Regions from separate parts of the Sus scrofa genome. Here region 1 is linked to region 2. Evidence: chromatin contacts called from public Hi-C data. All regions are on one chromosome and are shown on one strand. The core of a region is the stretch at or near the end of the contact, and the rest is flanking DNA. Distances in the headings are between cores, read along the strand shown.

Evidence for each region. Hi-C and Micro-C count contacts between places; a contact is called where the count stands out from the background.
Region 1: a contact with region 2 is called in a Hi-C map of skeletal muscle, with 5 times the contacts expected there. The contact joins two enhancer-like sites. A contact is called at or near these places in 3 of 47 Hi-C or Micro-C datasets (alveolar macrophages and skeletal muscle) and 1 of 2 datasets of contacts at active chromatin or transcription factors (skeletal muscle).

What each region holds. Positions count from the first base shown.
Region 1 is chr18:32,104,485-32,108,334 of Sscrofa11.1, reverse strand. No RefSeq gene overlaps it. Among named protein-coding and RNA genes, the nearest start is that of PPP1R3A, 110 kb to the right of the region's middle. Within about 2 kb of position 2,179, at least 1 of the 83 cell types and tissues checked has an H3K27ac peak or open chromatin away from gene starts, as enhancers often do. A contact at or near this core is called in skeletal muscle, where this site is marked.
Region 2 is chr18:32,038,081-32,041,962 of Sscrofa11.1, reverse strand. PPP1R3A (protein phosphatase 1 regulatory subunit 3A) reads right to left here. Exons shown (of 4, transcript XM_003360157.4): 4 at 2,014-3,882. Among named protein-coding and RNA genes, the nearest start is that of PPP1R3A, 42 kb to the right of the region's middle. Within about 2 kb of position 1,647, at least 1 of the 83 cell types and tissues checked has an H3K27ac peak or open chromatin away from gene starts, as enhancers often do. A contact at or near this core is called in skeletal muscle, where this site is marked.

The DNA of each region.
Region 1 (3,850 bases), core at 930-3,429, 66 kb before region 2:
TTATTCTCAAACAAATCATCAAGGAGATGGAGCCCTCATCTGCTAAATGGTGTTCCTCAGCTATCCTCCAGATCAGCTGGCTCATCAGGATAGACTGCTCAGTGTCCAACTAAAACTTAGGCTGGTGAGCAAACTCGTCAAGTCACTGAATTACAACTGAAATTAGAAAGGTGCTCTCTCTCGCAAACCCCTTCCTCCAAAGAAAGAGCCCAAGCAGCCCATTTGTGCTGCTTTATCAAGCTGTTGTCTCTTAGATCCAAATTCACGGTTTGACACTTGGCTTTGTGATGCCAGTGCTGGGACTCTGCAAATCACATTTCTGCATCTTTTGTCCATGATGAAGGCTGTTAGGCTAGGCAATAGGAGACACTAGAGAGATTCTGCTGGAATAAAGGAGGAAGAAGAGCTATGCTCTCCCGTGGTTTGCTTCCTTTCTCATTCCTGTTTCTCTGAGCATCATCCTAGCAATGACTTCTCATTCTGACAGTGCCAATTCTTTCCTGTCGAAGCAGCTGAATCTGGTTTGCAGATTTTCAAACACTTGCAAAACCAGATTCATCATGATCTCCCCTCTCCAAACATTATACAACAAGAGCAGCAGTACTAACACTTCCTCCTCAGAGGTTTAGGTCTCGGGTTCACAGGAACCCTCCTCTGTAGTCTCTTTTTTTTAAATTTTTTTGTTAAAGTATAGTTGATTTACAATGTTCCTTCAATTTTTGCTGTACAGCAAAGTGACCAGCCATATGAAATAATGTGTACATATTTTATTTTATTTTATTTTATTTTCATACTATCTTCTATCATGTTCTACCCGAGACTAGACACATTTCTTTGTACAGTAGGACCCCTTTACTTCTCCATTCTAAATGTAATAATTTGCATTTACCAACCCCAAACTCCCCATCCATCACCTTCATTCCCCTCTGCCTGTAAATTTCCACAGTGAACCTGCTTTTTTCATTTGTGAAGTTTCTCCTATCTACGGCTTAATAAACAGTATAGGAGTCAGAGTAGATATCCCCCCAAAAATCTTTCATGAATAAAATTAAAACCCATTGGTTGTTTTAAGGAGAGAAATTGTTCAGTTGAAGATGTTCAATTGCTAGAAGTGTTTCAGACAAACAATGCAGGTTTCTGTTGCAGATAATACCACCTCCTTCTCAGAATCTTGATAGGACCAGCCCTAAATGCCAAGGGACCTTCTTATAGGCTCTGCACATTTAAGTCAATGTATTAATTATTAAACTATTGTTTTTCAGTTCCAAATACACTTTTCTATACTCTGCCTTATGATACCAGCGTTGATACCAGCTCTAACTGGGCAATACCTTCTACTCAGAATTTCGAGTTTGAGTTTTGCAAGGTCCTTTCTCCAAGTTTTTAGATTAGTAAACCCGACCTCCTGTTAGGTTCTTCTATCAGAAAATAATATAGAGAAACTGGAAGCCAGGAGGAAAAGAAAAGGAACTTCCTAAACTTGTTTGCTTGTTAGCATCTCCACAACAGCAGTCCTTCACTCCGACGGGGTCAGGTGGTTCTTTTTTCTCCCACACTCCCTTAAACAAAATCATGAAATCCCTTTCAAATACTAGCATTAGTTGGCAGGCAGCCTTCCTCCGAAGCCTGAATCTTTGTCCCTTGGGCAACTTCCTTTATGATCTTGAGACTCCAGCAGAAGCTGGACAACTCGCCCTCTTCAGAGGTCCAAAGCTTAGTTCTACAGGATATTTTCTCCATGTTTCTGAAATGCTGTGACCAGCTGAGTCACTCAGCCTCCCCCAAAGTCCAGCTCCTAGCTCTGTGAAGTTCTTCCTCTGACCTCCTGAAGTATCAGCCCAGCTGGGCACTATCTCTTCAATATTTTGAGTTCCAGCTATTTAGAGTCTCTTACCTAAGTTTCAGATCCTAATAACTCAAGATGTTCTATTTTGGTCTAATGTCCCTAGCAGTGGAAGCTACTTCTATAATTACTAACCATGTAACCTTCCTGTTTCCCTCTGTCTTTTCCATCCTCCCAAACTGTTTCACCAACATTCCATATTAAAATTTCTCAGTTAAACAAACTATACTAAGTAATCTCTGTTTTCCTATCTGGATCCCAATTAATACAGTCAAATTCCTGATACCAAGTAATGTCACCATTATTGCCACAGCTAACTGGACAGAGGAGCGACACCAATCCCAAAGAGTTCAAACCACAAAGGCAGATTGCCTGGCACCATATCTAAAGCCTAACCCTTACTTGCTGTGTGAAATTGAATGAGTTACTTAAGTTCTCTTTGCTGCTTTCTTTCTTTGTTAAATAGGATGATACCACTGTTATAAGATTGTTTTGAAAATTAAAGGAATAAATAAATGTAAAATACTTAAAAATTATCAATGTGTTAAGCTATTATATATTATTAAAATATTTATTTTTAAAGAATATGAGTTATATTTAAAAATCAATGAGTAGCAGTGTATGCAGAAGAAGGGTAGAAAGCAGAAACAAAGGAATTGAGTAAACACTCTAGTCTATGTTGGGTGTCCAGATTGCTTTCAGACCACTGGAACAACTTACTAGACTGCTATGAACTAAAATGAAATCTTCTATCCACCCTCATGTCTCTGAAATTTTCTATCTCATCTTTAAATAATTAATAATCAATTATATTAACTGCTAGAATAGAAAAATATAAAATGTTTATAGTCATAGAAGAAAGGCTGGAGAAAAGCCCCTGGAGTGTGATGTAAAAAGGGAAATTTGGTGAAGAAACAGGGAAACTATATGCAAGGAGAGAGCTTGAGAGAGAGCACAGCATTTACGAAAAATGTAAGTAGTTACCCTGTATTCCATATCCGTGGAATGTGGGAAAAACTGAAACTCATGCCCACAATCCTGCACTGATACAAAAGAGATGTCTAAGGATATTGGGGAGGGCCAGGGAATTTATGCTGGTGATATTCCCCCCAGGTAGAAGACAGAGTTAGGCTGCCAGTGATAAGAGGAAGGAAATCTGTCTACCCTTTAGATCCTATGCTGTGTTGGAAGATGCTAGAGACTGAATGTTTATGTGTACCATACCCCACACAAATTCATATGCTGAAACCTAATCCCTCAGTGTGATGGTATTTGACAGTGAGGCCTTGGGGAAGTGATTAGATCCTTAGGGTAGAGCCCCAGAGAGCTCACTTGCCCCTTCCCTCTTGTGATGACACAGCAAAGTGACAGCCATCTGTGAGCAATTCCTGACCAGATGCTAAATCCGCCAGCATCTTGATCTTGGACTTCCCAGGCCCCAGAACTGTGAGAAATACGTATCTATTGTTTATTATTCTCTCAGCTTATAGTATTCGGTTATATAGCAGCCCAAATGGACTAAAACTGAAGGAGTTGTCAGCCACTGGAGAAAGAGCTAAAAAACACAGCCTTGAGGCTCTGGTGCAGTCTTGAAGATGGAAGACAAGTAAGAACCATACACTTGTTGCCTGAGTAACAAGCAACAACAATCTGCATCTATGGGAGGGGCAAGAACAAGGGTCAAAATAAGCAGCACAGGTATGCAGGGCCTCCTGAGAGCTGCATGGAGAGCAGGAATACTAAAGAAAATTTTCTGGCACCCCAGTCCCTACAGTAGACACAAGTGCATAGATGATATTTGCTACAGGAATAATATGAAGCCTGTGCAAAAAATTCAGGCAAACTACTCACTACACTGAATCAGGCTGCCATTAACAGCTGGTAAAAGAAGAGATGAACACATTTTGAACATAGATATTATTTGCTTCAGTCTGTACTGTTCTTTTATTCACAATGTCTGGAATTCAATTTTTAAAAATGATACAAAAGAGCAAGAAAATTTAAAAA
Region 2 (3,882 bases), core at 398-2,897:
ACAACTAACTTATATTGATGTCTGTATGCCTCATCCCAAATATTAGAGACTACGAAATAAATATGAAGGACATTTGTAATCTCTTCTTATTTTCCTTACCAACTTTTAAAGAGTGGAAATGTATTTAAAATATTTCCAAAAAGAATATTTCCACTCATATCTATAAGGTAGGAAATAAATTATCTTTTCTTTAACCTTATTCTCCTTATATGCATAATGAAAAATGGCAATTGAATTTGCCAAAGATTATTGGGAATTGTCATTGGGAAAAATCACTTAATGTGTGGTAATAAAATATCAATATTATTTTTAGAATATTTGTATAAAGTTGATTTAAATGTCATATTTCCATAAATGCCCCACACTAAAAATTTTATAAACTGTAAAGGCCACCTATATAGTATTATTAAAATAGGTTATGGATTGTTTAAAATGTTTACAAAGAGAATTTCTAACTTCACATAATGATTTTTAAGCATTCTCCCTCTGCTGTTTGCTATTATGTTTTATAGAGTGTGTCTTTAGGAAATTTTAAATGTTTCCTCTCAGCACCAAGTCAACCAATACATGATATTGATGAATTCTACAATAGAGTAGACATGTATCTGGCATTTCTTTAAATATTAAGAGACAAATTGCTAATGGTCTTAAGCTGTTATATGTCATGCTATATACATGCTATATATATTTCCAGGCTATGTACTGCTTTCCTTTAGATTCTGTCCCCAAACAGTTATATCTTTGTGTTATAATTTTAGTTTCATATCTAAATATAATAGAATGAATGTCTTCAAAGACAGGATGAATCTTTTACATATCATATATATATAACTACATCTTGTATTAGTAGACTGTTTGCTGCCATTACTCTCACTTATCAGATGTCAGAATACATGTATGTATATGTATAAATATGTATGTGGGTGCCTGTGTATATGTGCGTGTTTGAGTATATGTCACTAATCTCATATGCTAATCAGGCAAATATTTCCTTTTAAAAAATTCACTTGCTATCGTTGCTAGTTGTTCTGTTTGCTTACTCTAAAAGTTGACATGCTGAACAGGTGTGAAACTGAAAGATCAGCCATTTTCAAAGGGCATGGCAGCAGTTGGGAATATTGAGTTTCTTACACTTTATACCTTGTGATGCTTGTTGATTTTTAAGCTACTAAACTTCCTTACCTGAAAATATGTCTTGTTCTATTAATTTTCACATTATCCAGTGAATTATGGTATGTATTATTATTCTTTTAATATATAATCTGTATATTATTTCCCATGAGATAGAATGAATGGGATTTTTCCTGTGCTAGGAAAGTTAATAAATATAGAAAATTTATTTTTTAAGGGGAATGGAGAGGAAGGATTTTTTCTCTTTTTCCCACATCCCAGATCCACTGTACCATTCTGTCTCGTAGCTACATTCTCTTTGCCTATTTCTCCATTGTCTTTGATATTTTATGAAAAAATTCTAGCATTGCTTTAAGTTTATGCATTCTAAAATCAGACCTCAGAATACTTTATCCATGTTTCAGGGAAAGGATAAGAGGAGATATCGCTGCAAATCAATTCTATCCACAGGTATTGACCGAGATTTCCTCCAAACTACACCTTATGAGTCGTGGGAGGAAAGAAGCCATGTTCCTGTCCTGAACAAGCGGACAGTTCAGTTAGTATAATTAGTCAAATACTCAGTGCATGCAAGATGATTAGTGTCAAAAGAGATCTGAAAAATTGGAGAGATCTTACCAACTGAAATAGTAGGAGATTTCAAAAGGATGGGGACTAAAGCTGTACATGGAAAAATGTACCGAGTTGGATAGGAAGAGAGAAGGAAAGATAACTAAAAGTGACTTCTTAACAGAGGGACATACCTGAGCAGTCATAGAACAGATGAGCATGGCCTTTTCTAGGGAAATCATAACTTGCTTGACTGACAGAGGACTTGAAGCAAAGCAGTGGGAATGAAGGGGCCGTGGTTCAGATGGGGCAATAAGAAGGACGAAGCATTGATTCCAATCAAGATCAGTAGTTTAATTAGTCATTGAAAGAAGAATCAGATCTTGGCATCATCTCAGGCAAATAATGATTTCTCTGTAGTCCATTGTTGATTTACACATGGTATTCTTTATTATCATGAATATAAAGAGTTAAATATATTAGGAAAAACTTAGGGAATTCTTCCTTAAATTTTCACATAACCATTGTTTCATATTTGAAAACAAAGGTAATGTGTACGCACCTAACAGATATCGAAAAGACACAAAATAAAAATTCTGAAATTTTTAAAGAGTTGTTTGTTTAATAAGGTTTTAACACGCTACAATAATGGCATTTCTTGTAAAACATGTTCAAAGCTGGGTTGAAAATCCAAGTGAAAATTTTATTAGCTATTTAAAGAGGTTTGGGTAAAACTATGAAAACATTGTGTTAATGACCAAATCTATTTTTAAAAGATGAAAAGGAACTTATGTAGCCATGAGCTTTATTATGAATTTTTTTTCTGAAAATTGAATAAAATTAAACAAATTAATCAAATAAATAAAAGTATCTTTTTAAGCTGTTGTCTTCATATAGGAGTACAATTGTGGAAATGCTGGAAGAATATTCCTTTTGTACCTTGTTACAGAATCAAATGATCCTAATTCTCAGTTCCACAGAATTGGAAGGACTTAAATAAAAGATAGGACTTAAATAACAAACCACAATCTTTATTGCATAGTTCACTTTCTATATTTACTCAGTGAAATTTTGAAAGGTCAGAGATCATGTTAACAAAAATAAGTAGGTGAACTGGCCCTGGGGATAACAGCTCTCCTACTTGTATCTTTATTAGTTTTCCTGCTAGTTTTTTTGTTTTGCTTTGTTTGCTTATTTTGCAAAAATTTATATGTAAAAATTGAGCCTAATAAAGAAAACAACAAGTCTGGTGATATAAAATAATATTCATGACTGAAAAAACTTATGAAAGTATCATGAATGCTATTTGGGAAAATATTTTCTTTGATTCCCCAAATTTGATCTGGATATTTTTAAGTTTTCCATTTAACCAGTAGACTGGTTTAAGATGACAAATAAAAGAGGATCCTGTTTCTCTCATAAAAATAGTGACAGACTATATATATAAATAAATATATATATAAATATACATATATATGTGTAAATAAATGTTCCTAGGAAAAATTTACTATCAAAATATTGGGGCTTAGTAGGAAAACACAATTGCATTAAACTAATGTTCTTGAATGTTGAGAGGTGAATGTCATCTTGAATCATTTCCTCTTATATTGAAAAATCTATAACATATTGGCAGCTTACACAGATGTGATTTTTTTTTTTTTTTTTGTCTTTTTGCCTTTTCTAGGGCCACACCCATGGCATATGGAGATTCCCTGGCTAGGGGTCTAATTGGAGCTATAGCCGCCGGCCTATGCCAGAGCCATAGCAATGCGGGATCTGCGACCTACACCACAGCTCCTTGCAAAGCCGGATCCTTAACCCACTGAGCGAGGCCAGGGATTGAACCCACAACCTCATGGTTCCTAGTTGGATTTGTTACACTGAGCCACAGTGGGAACTCCAGATGTGATTTTTTTTATGATAGTTGATTTTACTACCTACAGTTGCTTGACTTGCCAATTAATTTTTTAGAACTTTGTTTCTAAAAGTCAGGAGCCCAGTAAGATAAAAGGTGGTGGTTATTATATCACATTTCTTAACCACTATAGAAGCAGATATGCAGTATTTTTTATTTATTATCATGCCACACCCTCTTTTGGCCCTTAACCAGTATTTGAGGAGACACAATGAAGGTAGCTATGATGATCCTTGTCATGATGATTCACAGTCAAATCTTTATTAACCAGGTTCTTCCTGGGATTC